Linked DNA regions of Acanthopagrus latus: region 1 is linked to region 2. Evidence: chromatin contacts called from public Hi-C data. All regions are on one chromosome and are shown on one strand. Each heading gives the region's core, a stretch centred on a gene start, on an enhancer-like site or on the middle of the called end of the contact. The rest is flanking DNA. Distances are from core to core; before and after follow the strand shown. Region 1 holds the start of rbm7 (RNA-binding protein 7). Region 2 holds the start of gramd1bb (protein Aster-B).

Evidence for each region. Hi-C and Micro-C count contacts between places; a contact is called where the count stands out from the background.
Region 1: a contact with region 2 is called in a Hi-C map of muscle, with 6 times the contacts expected there. The contact joins the promoter of rbm7 here to the promoter of gramd1bb in region 2. A contact is called at or near these places in 3 of 4 Hi-C or Micro-C datasets (liver and muscle).

Annotation. Positions count from the first base shown.
Region 1 is chr2:21,714,536-21,721,002 of fAcaLat1.1, reverse strand. It overlaps rbm7 (RNA-binding protein 7), which reads right to left and starts at 5,202. Exons shown (of 5, transcript XM_037085320.1): 1 at 4,945-5,202; 2 at 4,474-4,636; 3 at 2,913-2,988; 4 at 94-187. The coding sequence starts at 5,037.
Region 2 is chr2:21,576,665-21,583,303 of fAcaLat1.1, reverse strand. gramd1bb (protein Aster-B) reads left to right here and starts at 1,908. Exons shown (of 26, transcript XM_037076445.1): 1 at 1,908-2,502; 2 at 2,756-2,837.

The DNA of each region.
Region 1 (6,467 bases), core at 3,953-6,452, 130 kb before region 2:
TGTCACAGAATCAGGAGGTACATTTGAACTTTTACTTAAATTCGAGACTGTGCAGCCCACGGTCATTACGTTCATATAAAAATAAAACCTTACCACAGCATGCTTCTGCAGATTATCAGGAGAGGAATAGGACCGCTGCATCTGAGGGGGAGGAGTATACGGTGGCGAACTGAACTGGACTGGGGTCCTGTGAGAGGAAAGCAAACTGCTGTCAAATGTCCTCTCCTCATTTAAAAAAAAAAAAAAAAAAAGGCAAGATTGTCTGCCCAACATCAGGTACATATTCCACATGCTCGACTTCCACAGTTTTGATTATTATTCATGTCATTTTCAGTTCATGTTTTAATTGATTCTTTGATCTATTTTTACCTCTCTTGCATTTCATTTTTTTCAGAAATCACTTTATGGAAAATATGCCTGAGTCAAAGTTCATAAATATTCAGCTGGATGTGCAAAAAGAGTAAAAATAAAAACCCACCGAAAGAATAAAAGTACAAAACATTAAACTATAAAAGCCAGCACAAACATTAGTACAGATGTCAATATTACTGAAATGCACCCAGACTTCAGTGGTGCCAATTCTTTTTTATGATGCATTATCCAGCTACACAATAACCATCACAGAAGACCCACTATTAAATGTTGCTGGGCTTACAGACATTTGTCATTTCAGGCAGAGCACGTCCCTCTAATGATAACAACAACAACAACAACAACAACCTGCAAATAGAAGTTAGACCTGAAGCCAAAAGCAATTAGTACCAAGCCAAACAACAAGAATTAGTAACACATAATCCATCCACCTAGCCACATCAACTAGACATTACACGCGCTGCACAGACCAGGAAAATAATTGTTGTGTTCACTGCGCGCTGCTGTTGTTGGAAAACAAAGCGATGGATTTTTTTTAAAAAGCGACCGTGTGTGTGCCAAAGTCTGCTACTGAATATCTGACAAACAAGTCCATCAGTAGAGCTGGGGAGCCAAGTCTGACTGATCCAGTTCCAAGGGCCTGGATTTATTCACAGTTAATGTTGAAATCAGTGTTCATTACCAAACCTTTGCCTTGTTTTTTCTCACAAGGCAAATACTGCTACAGTGAAGATCCCTCATGTCAGGTACAAAGAAACAAAGCCACAAATGAACTGTCCCAAAACCAACTGTGGAAATTAGTGACGGTGACAAAGACAACAGCACAGAGGAAGTTTAGGAGTGAGGAGGATAGTAAAAGGATCTCTCTTGAAAGATTATGTCTTGATACAGAACTCAGTCACACATCAAAACCCAAAAATGACTGATGTAAAAGTCAAGGTAAGGCCAGCCAGTGTGTGGGTTTTAAGATGATAATTACAGCAACACTGTAAGCAAACTTTTAAAAAGGTGATTGATTATTTTTTTAGCCTCATTTTCAGGTATTCAAATTCCACCACTTTGGGTTGCTTTTGGGGAGATTAAATCTGCTGCCAGGAACTGATTATGCAAATCAAAATCAGAACATTCCTCATCAGAGAGTTTGCTCTAATATGCTGTAAACTATTTATGCATCAGTAAGAAAATGTTGAATTTTAGTTGGTTCTACAAAAGATGATACATACAAGAATCAAACACGGCAGTTATTTCTAACTACTAAATTTGATTCAGTTTTTCCAATAAATACTCTAAAAGCTAAATTTCTCTCTACTCGAGTAGTACAACAGGACATAATTTAACAAACTCAGAATGCACAAACTATATTACATTATTCTGATACTGTCTAATTTAACTCTAAGGCCAATACTTTTAACTTTTCCAGTAAATGCCCTGTACAGGCACTGGGGCATGAAATTTGGCATGTAACATGGAAAGGATTGCACACAGAGTCTTCTGTTTGTGTAAATACAGACCAGTCCAATCCCATTTCATGCAACATCTTTTGCCAGTGCTCCAATTTCTGTGCAAAAGGTACTGCCAACAGCAGCAAGTAATATTCAATACGGAGGAAGCGGGAACATATTCAACACGCACACAGAAAGTCTGGTACCAATTAAAAACTCAAAATTATTAACTACGTTACAAGAAGGCTTCATTCTCAGTCCAACAAATAGGTGATGCATTTGTTAAACGAGTTATTACAGTAACACATATGATTTTCAGGGCAAAATATTTCAGATTTAAGAGGTGTTCGGCAAAAACATTTCAAAAAGCTGACTATTCGGCTCACGAAGAAACAAGCGTTATGATTAATTTGTACTAAAAACTGCAGTAATTGAAAGCATTCACAATTTTTTTGGCATCTTTTTGATGGAAAATTCAAACTGTATGACCATAAAGACAATTAAAGAACTAAACAAATCATTTTTAAAAAATCTAATAAAATCCAACTGAAACCTAATTGAAGTATATCCCACTTTATCCAACATAAAGTTGTACCCTAGTCCATATAACTGAGTGGCCTGTTTGTGAAATGGCCTCTGTAAATCTAAGCCGCCTGATAAACATTTACACTATGTTTACTGATTTCCAGGACTCTTATTAAAAGGTAAACACTGAAGGAGTCAGCAACATGTGCACAGTTAAACTAGGCTCATACTACAGGAACCTCCTTGCTGTTATTTTATCCTCAAATTATATGCACAATTTAATGGGTCCAAACTGGATCTATCCCACACTGACCACCCAGTCATCACAGATTATGCTTAGAGTGACTGAGTCTCTGGCTGATTGACTGGTGCATCTCTACCCGACACATTTGCATGATGTATGCCTTCAGGTAAGCTCAAAAATCCACCTGCTTAAAATGCAGCCCAGAACCATCATGCTAATTGCTGTTTCTGCAAAGCTAGAGAGACACAAAGGTCTAGCCAAGTTGAGGCTGAGAAGAGCCAGAAGCTGCAGTAATTCTACTGACAAAACTGTTCATGGGACACTCTTACCTTTGGCCATGAGGATTTGGGGTATTTACAGGACTTGAATTCTGCGAGTTCCCTGGACTGCTGCTGTGAGTGCTGCCTACAATGGGACAAAGGGACAGAACACGAGGTATTAGGAACGGACAAAACAATACAGTTTAAAAAATAAGTATGTCCATAATGTGCTACAGGTATCACACTGTGATTTTCTACCATGTTCCTGCTGTTTACTCACTAGATTTTGCAGTAATCAATATCATCTTAGTACCAGCCACACAGCAAGAATATTGGCCATACTGTCTGCAACCTCTTGATGGAGCTAAGGTCCAAACTTGACTGACTAATGGAGCCCTGAGTATACCTGTAAATACAGAGGCTGCGATTTTAGACTTAACTTCCTCATTTGATTTCCTCATTAACCCTAACCCTAACCCTTTGATTTGGGACTCGGAGTGCACTCACATACACATCAATATCATTTTGTTTTAATACCATTATAATAATTATATTTTTACATAATAAATTAGAGTACATTGCCCTTTTTTGGTGACATTTATTTGCTACTTGCTATTAGCTTTATTAATAATATTATCTGAGGGGGCCAATTTATTTCTATTCCTATTATTTTCAAGAAGTGAGTGACTGGCACACCATGTCATTTATAAAGTGCCGAACTGGCAACAGTACATACATATTATTTTAATTGATTTTTCTTTTTTTTTTTTTAAAGGCGGGTGTATGGCAAGTGCACTACTCAAAATTACTTAGAACTATTGGGATATGGGACATACATGCATGCGCATGGATATGAAATAAAAAGCTAAATAAAATGTGTGTCATTATTTTTGGGGATGAAAAATATTCACAATACACAAAATAAAAAGTCTGACTTGTCACAGAATAAGCAGTCAATTGAAACACATTACCATCCAAATTAAACCAAATTGTAAAGCACTGTAACCAAGTCAATTTACTTAAGTGGTGTATCCAAGCATAACTTAATGGTACTTGTACTTTACTATTTCATTTACATTTAATTGCCAAATGCACTATGTAAGAGCTTTTTTATTATTATTATTATTATTATTATTATTATTATTATTATTATTATTATTATTATTATTAACTTTACCTGCAATTGGAATTAAAAAAAAAGAGAACAAACAGATTCCAATAATCAGAAAAATCCTTAATATTAGATTCAATCATAGGTTAACCCTGTCCATACATGCTTTACACACACGGTGTCACTGTGCATTTGTGCTGTTTAATCAATCATTGGATGCCGTTTTTTCAGACAAAGTCAACAGGGTTGAAAGACTTGACGTGTGAGATAAAACTGTTAACATAATAATGATAATAATAACAATAATAATAATAATAATAATAATAATAATAATAATAATAATTTCTAGCGAGTTATTCCTGGAAGTCAGATCATGTCCGGTCTCCGTAGCAAAACAAACACGGCAGCCCTCCGACTGTCTGGATCCGAAACCTAGCCATAACTCGGAAATGGATCTAACATCAGTGGTGGAGAAAGTATTCAGATTCTTCGCCTAACTTCTTCATAAAGTCACCTCACCTGATCTGAACTGCACATGAAGAGTTCTCCCAAAGAGCGCTGTCCCGTTGAGCAGCTGCACGGCGTACGGCGCGGACACCTCATGTTTGTAAACGGCGAAGCCAAATGTTTTCTGTTTCCCATCCGCGTCTTTAGGAATTTTAGTTCTGATGAGAGGTCCTGCCTGCAAAAACAAAAAACAAAACAATTAATCCCTAACGACGCGACCGGCCACCCAAACAACAACAACTAGCTAAAGCTAACGCTAGCCGCTGTTCGTGGTTCAACATCATCTGTTGGGACCGTCCACAGCGTTAGCATTCTAGCATATGAGATGGAGCCGCAGGTATTGCAAAATAAGCCTAGCACCCCAAGACTTCACATTTTATAGCCATGTTTATCTCTGACATGCTTTCTATTTGTTAGCATTGTGTTATGCTATCCATACACTTGACATTTGCTAGCTACAGCTAATGTTAGCAACAACAGCACCTGCACAAACAGCTCGAACAGCAGCTCCTCCGACACTCGCGAGTCCAGATTTCTTATGAAAAGCGTCCGGTCCGTTTCATCCTCTATTCCCATTGTACCTGAGCAGATAGGCGGATACTGGTACTGTCCGGGCGGTGTGTGGATGTTAGCGTATAGCGTAATTAAGCGCTCTGCGGAATTTAAACGGAAGGCCTGGATCGTCGTAAAGTGAAATGCCGTCACACTTTAGTTTCCGTCGTAGCGAACGGCGGCTACTTTACGACACATACTGCGATAGCCTCTTACCAGATGGCGAAGGAATGAACCGCCCTACTCTGCCTCTGATTGGCTTAATCTGATTTTGTCAGCCTTAACCCTAACCAATGTCGCTCCTGATGCCTAAATCTAACCAACCCAACCAAAGAACGCAATAGATACTAGCCAATCAGAAGCAGAGTGGGGCGGGTTGTACCTTCGCCATCCTGTGGAAAAAAGGGATCGAGGTACAGTTTCCATGAATTAAGTCTATAATGAAGCAAAATTAATTCATCCATGTCATATTTCATGAACTATCAAAAATGCACAATACATAACAGTATGTTATGCATGACTTCATGTTTAAACAATAGGTATATTAATGCAACAACTAAGGTATTTAAATTAATGATGAATTAATAATGTCTTCATGGGCAGAAAAAAAACAACTGACCAGTCACATGTGCATTCTATATGATTGTGTTGTAATTGTGATTAATTATTTCATTCATTATCTCACCATGTTTGAGGCACTTTATTCTTGTTTTATTACCATGCTTTTAGAATTTGTCATTTGTTATAATACATGATATATAAGGTGACAAAAAAAAGGTGACCGAATCAATTAAAAATTAGTATTACCTTTATCTGTACAACTACAATTCCCTTATTGTACGGTATCATTGTATAATTAGGTCTGTGGGTGTGCAAATTATTATTAAGTTAGTCATTCACATATTGATTTTGTTTAGATGAATCGCATATTTTTTTTTGCCAATTTTAGGATATTCAGACTGACATTTTCAAACTCTTCATTTGTCTCTTGGTTTTGACTAATAGTCTAAAACATGCACAAAGGTATGACACAGTAAGGAAAAAAAATGGAATCCTTATATTTCACTGCTGAAGCTGAATGTCTGGGATTTTTTTCTTTTCTTTTTTCTTAAATACATTTTTTTTCAGATACATTTCCTGCTGACTGACAAATGAATTACTCAACTAAATCCATTCATTCTTAAATGTCATACCTACATAGTGTCTTTGGTTGATGGTGAAGCTGAAGAGGAAACAGTTTGAATTGCCAGAATTACAAGTCAGTTCATAGGACTTGCTGAAAGACAACCAGTGTCTGAGTGATTTTCTGAGTACCACGGACTGCCGTCTCGGACACAAAATGCCCTTTTCCACAGCAGACATTTTGATTTGTCATAGCAGGAACAGCACAGGTGTTGCTAATAACATTAACGATGGTTCTGACCCACTCATGTATCTCAGTAGGCCGTGACAGT
Region 2 (6,639 bases), core at 659-3,158:
AGGGAAAAAGAAGAAAAGGGGAGCTGCAGAGAAAGTTTGGAACATGGTGATCTAATTTCAGGAGCTGAGCTGTCTTTCTGTCTCTCTCTTTTTTTTTTCTTCCAAGTTTGCGAGGCCTGGATAACGTTCTCCTCTTCACTGGACAATGAACGTATGTCTGATCAGCGGATCTCATTTCCTGGGTCTCCACAGACGACTGTAATCTAATTCAGTCGTGGCCACTGTTTGAAGATTGTGAAAGAAATAGAAAAAAGTTATCCGTCTATGCTGCGATCCACCGAGCACTGTTGTCCCATCTGGCTCAGTGGAGGAATATAACAGTAATATTGTTAGTGGGTCTCATCGGGTACAGGTGCTGCACATGAGTGGCTTTGCTTAAAGCTCCCTCTGGTGGAACCTGAGCACAACATATTGCTGAATAGGGGTGCCGCAGGAGGAGTTTACATGTTGCTGTTTCCGTTTTGATTAAAAAAAAAAGGAATGTGCAAGTGTTTTATCTGATTGGTATAAATGTCAGCACACCACTGTTAGAAATTAAATTGGCTTCACTGCCGTCAGTCTCTTTGATCAATCCTGTGTACTTCTACCGGTGCTTTGTGTGTGTGTGTGTGTGTGTGTCTTTGCACCGATTATTTCTGGGTAATGAACACTGCTCTGTGACCCACATCCAAAGTATGTTTCGCTCTCCGACAACTGCACTAATTACAGCGCTGTCATGAATTCAGACGGAGAGGTTAATAGCATGCTATTTCTGACACTCTTTCACCGGGGCTGCAGCTCCACTTGAGAAAAGTTGAGTTGCATACATTGAGAAATGATCCACCGGTGGGGGCCGCACTCAACCTGACACTGTTCAACATGACGGGGCCTATAAATGTGTCCATCGATTTACGTTGTGATTCTTCCCGCCTTCACACTAGTCACACGGCCAACGAGATGTCGTAATATTCAATAATTAAAGTGTTTTGTTCCCTCTGTTAGGCAGGGAAAGCAAGACGCGTGAATATTAATTGAGTCAACAGGAGTCTTAATTCTGAAAGCCATTAGTCCATCTAATTGAAAAATGTGGCAACTAACGATTCAGTATCTTTTAATGGAGCATGTCGGCTAAATTAGACAAAGGAGATCCATAATTATAAACGCTAAAGAGAGAGAGTGCCACTCAGCCGAGGCTTTCACCTTCAGACTCCGCGCCTTAACACATGTTTTTTGTTTTTTGCTCACAGGGCGCTCGTCTGAACGCAGCTCTTAATGTGCTCCGCTTTATTACCACAGTTTGCATCATTTCAGAATCCATTTTCAATGTCGCAAAGATCCACTCTGGGCGCGGCAGACGGCGTTCACTAGCTCACGAGTCAGAGGGGCTCGCCGTCAACCATCAGTTAAACGGTGCAGGCAAACAGTCAGCTTCACCCTTATTTCATAGATGATTAATCAATCTCATGAGCACGTGCTATAACAAGCTATGTGCACGATCAGAACCTATTGAGGGCTTGTAGAGGCATCGGTGAGAGACGGGGAAGGTTTCATCTTTCATGTCATGTTTTCGATCTGCTCACGCGTGGCCCATAAAAAAGTTAGTAATACACGATCATTTCTACAAAGTGTTTCTACAAAAAAAAAGAGTATCTCGACCTGGGGAACAAAGCTGCTCTGTAGTGTGGTGGTACGGCGGCGGACACTTCTGTATCTTCTGCCAGATGGCAGCAGGGTGAACAGGCCATGGCTGGGCTGGGTGTTGGACCGATGTCACTGATGCTCTATGTATGGGTGCTGGGTGATGCGTCAGGGCCTTCCAGCCCGAGGGCCCCTGGCTCCGGAAGTTTTACCATTCCTAAACTTTTCTACCGTGATTACTTTCAGGTAAACATCCATTACCCTGCCAGAAAAGTCTTCATTCATACTTTTCCAGCTTGAGAGGTGACTTATGATCAAGTGAAAGAAAAGCTTCCTGTATTCAATTACAGTAAAAAAAAAAAAAAAAGGGAAAAAAAGTGGGCTGTGGGTGAATGTAGCCCACTTCTGCACATCCAATCTTGTCCTCTACTCTAGAGACATGCTCGAGCCTCTGAAAGACATTTTTTCTTTCATCACAAACATTGTGCTAATGACAGAAGAAGCACAAAGTCAGTTACATAACTTCCTCAATTAGCTGACAACCCCCTGGAGGACACCTGCAGGTCCCCAGACTGTGCCACCACCTCTCCTGGCAGCCCGAGACGCTCCGGCAGCGGGGTAATAATAGTCTAGCCCGCCTTCAGTAGGTCGGATCTCCGCACTTGAACACACAGAACTGCGAGTTACCGAGTGTGTTGAACCTCGTTAGCAGCGCGGAGGCTTCGCTACAGAGGACATGGCCTTCGGGCATCTGATCCCTCAGCTCAGGCTGGAGGAGCCGGCGGAGGACGGAATGTTCAGGGGCATCACCTTCCGCCCCTTCCAGCATGGACAGCACCAGCGCGGGAAGTCAAGCTCTCCCTGCAGCGACAGGAAACGACACAAGTAAGAATTTCTCTGTGGAAAAAAAAAAACAGGTTTGAGGGGGTTTAGGCCTGCCGGGGAGGAGAGGAAATGCACAAGGCGATTATTGCCGGTGATGTTGAACGGATTAAATGTTTGGTGGGGGGGGGGATGTCAAGAAGATACATCCACCGCCTCCCCTGACATACACTGTGGTGTAATGAAAAATAAACCATAGTAATCCACTCTAAGAGTGCAAAGTCAGCCCCTCGTCCTCGCTGTGTTTGAATGTCAGAGGTATAAAAGTGGCACCGTGGAGAGAGGGAGGAGGAAACGAGGCTATGCCAACCTGCCCTGCAGCGAACAAGACGGAAGAAGTAAGCTAACTCAGTTAGCTAGCTAATGTTGCTCTGCCTGCATTAGTAGAAGTCTTAAATTTGGCTGGTATTTAATGCATTAATCCGGCCTGTCCATGTCTGTTAGCTTGCTAACTTCTCAAAACCAATTCAAACTTAACTTTTTTTTTACTGTTTACTGTTTTTTTCAGTTTACTGTTTCATGCTGTATGTAAGGACAACCTTAAATGATTTATACTGTACAGTCAGTTTGTAGATGATTATTAACATGAAAAACAGGAAGACTTTGACCAAAGTATTGTTAGTTATGCCGAAAACACATTGCAGAACCTTCCAAAAACAGCTACCGGTTCCCTTGAGCAAAGCATTAGATAAATGTGTTTAAACTCGTGTACACCATCGCACCTGTGGTGTGTACATTGCTGTTGATTAATGCGGTCCCTGTTAGTAAGGATGAGATGATAGGTCAGTCCCAAAGGCGGCCACAGCTTCTCCAGCCCAGCTGTGTCCAGTTGTCTTAATGACAGTCACTGATTGTAACCTGGGAATTTAATTCAATGTGGTAGATAGAGCACGAGTTGGTATGAATGGTAACATGGAAAACAGCTGCTTTCGTCTCAGTCTCAGTGTTGTGCGTGCTGACACACTCGTGTTGCCTGCTTTTCCTACCATGACAAGTCAAAGTCTGCTGTAGAAAGAGATCCGATGACAAAACTTACATGGTTTTTATTTTCAGATTAAAGCCCGCTATACCAGGTGTTAACACTGACATTGTTGGGGGTCACACGATGACCATCGACAATGTAGAAAATATGATCAGATGAATTATCGTAAAGGTCATTATGTGTCTGTGGTTAACCGACAGCACAGTGTTCAGCACCACAAGGTCTAGAAGAAATGAACAAAGTACTTTAAGCCAATCTTAGACAACCAGCCTGTGCCTGATAACCGTCAAAAGGATGTATAGAGTAGATAGATGTAGATATTGCACACTGTACTTTATATCTACACATAATCTGGAACTGGAAAAACATATTTGTTATTGGAATTCTCTTTGGTGTGATTTTACTTCCTCGTGAAACGAGAGCAGACATACTTCACGTTTTTTCATTATCATTATTTTGAGATGACAGGTCAATTATTTAATTATCTCAAGATAATCAGGGCAAGGCCAACTTCTCAAGATAACGAGATAATATACCTTGAGAAAACTTTTTTTCTTGTTTTCCTAAGATCCCAGGATGATTATGGGATAATTATCAAGAACTATCTCCAGTGAACACACCTCGTTTCCTCAAATAATGTAATAATTGCCTTGTATTGTCGAGATAATGGCATCAAAAAATGATTTCAAGCATGGCAGTTCTTGGTTTCTGCATCATTCAGCGAGAGGCTGATAGAAAGTTTCCTGAGCTGTGAGCTTTATTTTAGGTTTAAGGAACTTGTCTGCTGCGTGTTACAACACGACTGTGGTGAGAGATATTGCTGTGAAACTGCAGACATCCCTGCCTGTTGCTATGGGAGCTGTCACCTGGGACAGTTAGGATCTAATTGGGGCTTTGTCTAATATGAAAACTGGCTGTTAGCAGCCACAGTGGCGTGATGATTAGGCATCCATCTCCTCCTCTGTTGAACAGTCATCAACTCCTCCAATGTCATGAATCTATCTTGTGATTCTCTGGGTAGAAGTGATGCATGCCAACTGTGTCAGAGCCAGATTACACAGCTCAGTGATAGTGTTAGAGCACTAAGGGGCATCTGTCTAATGATGTGTCTTCTAAAAAGACCTTCTGGGCTTGAAAAAGATTTGTTCTGCACAATAATCAGATTAAACCCAAAGTGTGAAATGTGCCAAATTTTTTAAGACGTACCCTTACTCTGGGCTAAAATTCACATGGGTACTTTGAAGCGTAAGGAGCTGCTTCAGTGGTGTTGCTTTAATCACAGAGGAGCCGTGTTACGAGGCAACGAAACCGAGTGTTTCAGCGCACGTGTCTCACTTCGACTCTTGCTCCAAGCAGAACAGCACAGACTTTCTGGTAAAAACAATCGCTGATCACCATCCTTAGTGCCCTGTTAACCATTAAACTGCTGAAGGTAGTACAAAGAATGTGTCCACACCAGATGTGTCCGCAGTTTTTGGACAACACGATGCATTTTATTGTTGCACAAGTAGGTAAATGGTCTCCAGTAGCATGACCTCCCCCTTCAGAGGAAGAATGGGTGACATTAAGCACACTGTCAGCTCCACTGAATGGTGCCCAGTTGTCACTTGTCAGGTGCCCAAGCTTGTCTCAGGTGGATGTAATTTGAGGTTATCTGTAATTGTTGTGGCAGCCCCTCTGGCTGTCTCCGTGGCAGTATACACAGTAAAAATGTCAGTGTGGTCCTGACAGTTTTTTGAGCTACACTGCTGCTGTTTCTTGCTGTAGGCTGGTAATAAATCCCCAGAATTATTCATTGCTGAATCATTTTTTTTTCGCATTGCCTGCAAATACGTTTGCTGTCATCTCCCAAATGATGATGGGATTCACATGTCAGATGATAATGTGACAACTTAAGCCCATGTAAGTTTTTATGTCAGTGCAACTTGTCGCATGGGTGTTATTTGGAAAACCCGTAACTTCTGCTCTGCTCTTTTGCTGCATACTGTACAGGTTCCGTCAGCAGGAATTTTACTGCCAGTTGATTAAATTGCTCTTAGGGAGGCGCTAATAAAGAATTCATCTTGTCCAGCCCGTAACACTTCTGCTAGGCTGGCATCACTCCAAATGGATGAGTGTGGATGTTTTCTCTACTTCACCTACTCATTTCCAATCAGTAGAATTAACGGACGGTCGCTGCCAACCTTGATGTCATACTTTACCTGTTTGGGATACTGAGGACAGGGATGGGAAGAGAGGATTAATTAAAGGTTTTTACAATATCATACCATATGATAACTTAAGTTTTACAGAATATCAAAACTCTGTGTTCTTGAAGTCCTTTTTGTCCTGTCGATTTTCAGAGTTTTGTGTAAAATGATGTCAGATTTGGCTTTTTTGTGTTGGTCCAATGCAATTAAAGGAAATAGACATACCAAAACATTTGTAATTGTAACACTTTTCTGGGAGAAATGGTGCATTTTCTGGAAAAGTTCCAGGGGTGCCAATATTTTCATCCATGACTGCTGTACACATTGACCTATCAATCCAGCATTGAGGCTATGTAAACTATGTTTCAGTCACCCCTTATTCACTGTTATAACCAGCAGTAGCCAGTAAGCTCGTGTCGCCATGTATAGAAATATATCTGTTGTCATAAATGTCAGAACCTCTTTAGTCAAGCCTGCTACATTCAGAGCCCCCGGTGCTTTTCATACCAGAAAAGCTCACAGCTTTTGGCCCATGCTGATGGCAGTGGACCTGGCAGAGGTGACGCACATCCTGCTTCACACAAGGTCAGGAGAGCCCCACACTGTCACGAATTTCCCAGCTCATTTTTTTTTATACTGCATCAAGTATACAGTCTAGTGAGGCAGAAAAGGCTAGTAGAGGGTCTACTGAGACCTGGGCTGTGTTTGAAATGTCTTTTTTGCTCAAGACGGTTTCTTACTGAGTGAAATGGCCTGGAAGTATCCAAGTGGCAGAGATCATAAGAGCGGGTCAGGCTTGTTCAATAGAGGGTACACTTGACCATCCTTTATGAAAGGAATGGAGATAATGCCCTTACACAGTTCCTTGAGGCAGCAACATTTAAAGAGATGGACCAGTCATCAGCTGTTGCACTTGCTTAATGTAAAAGGACCACTGTTCTATTTTCCTAATTCCCTGTAACTCCTTTA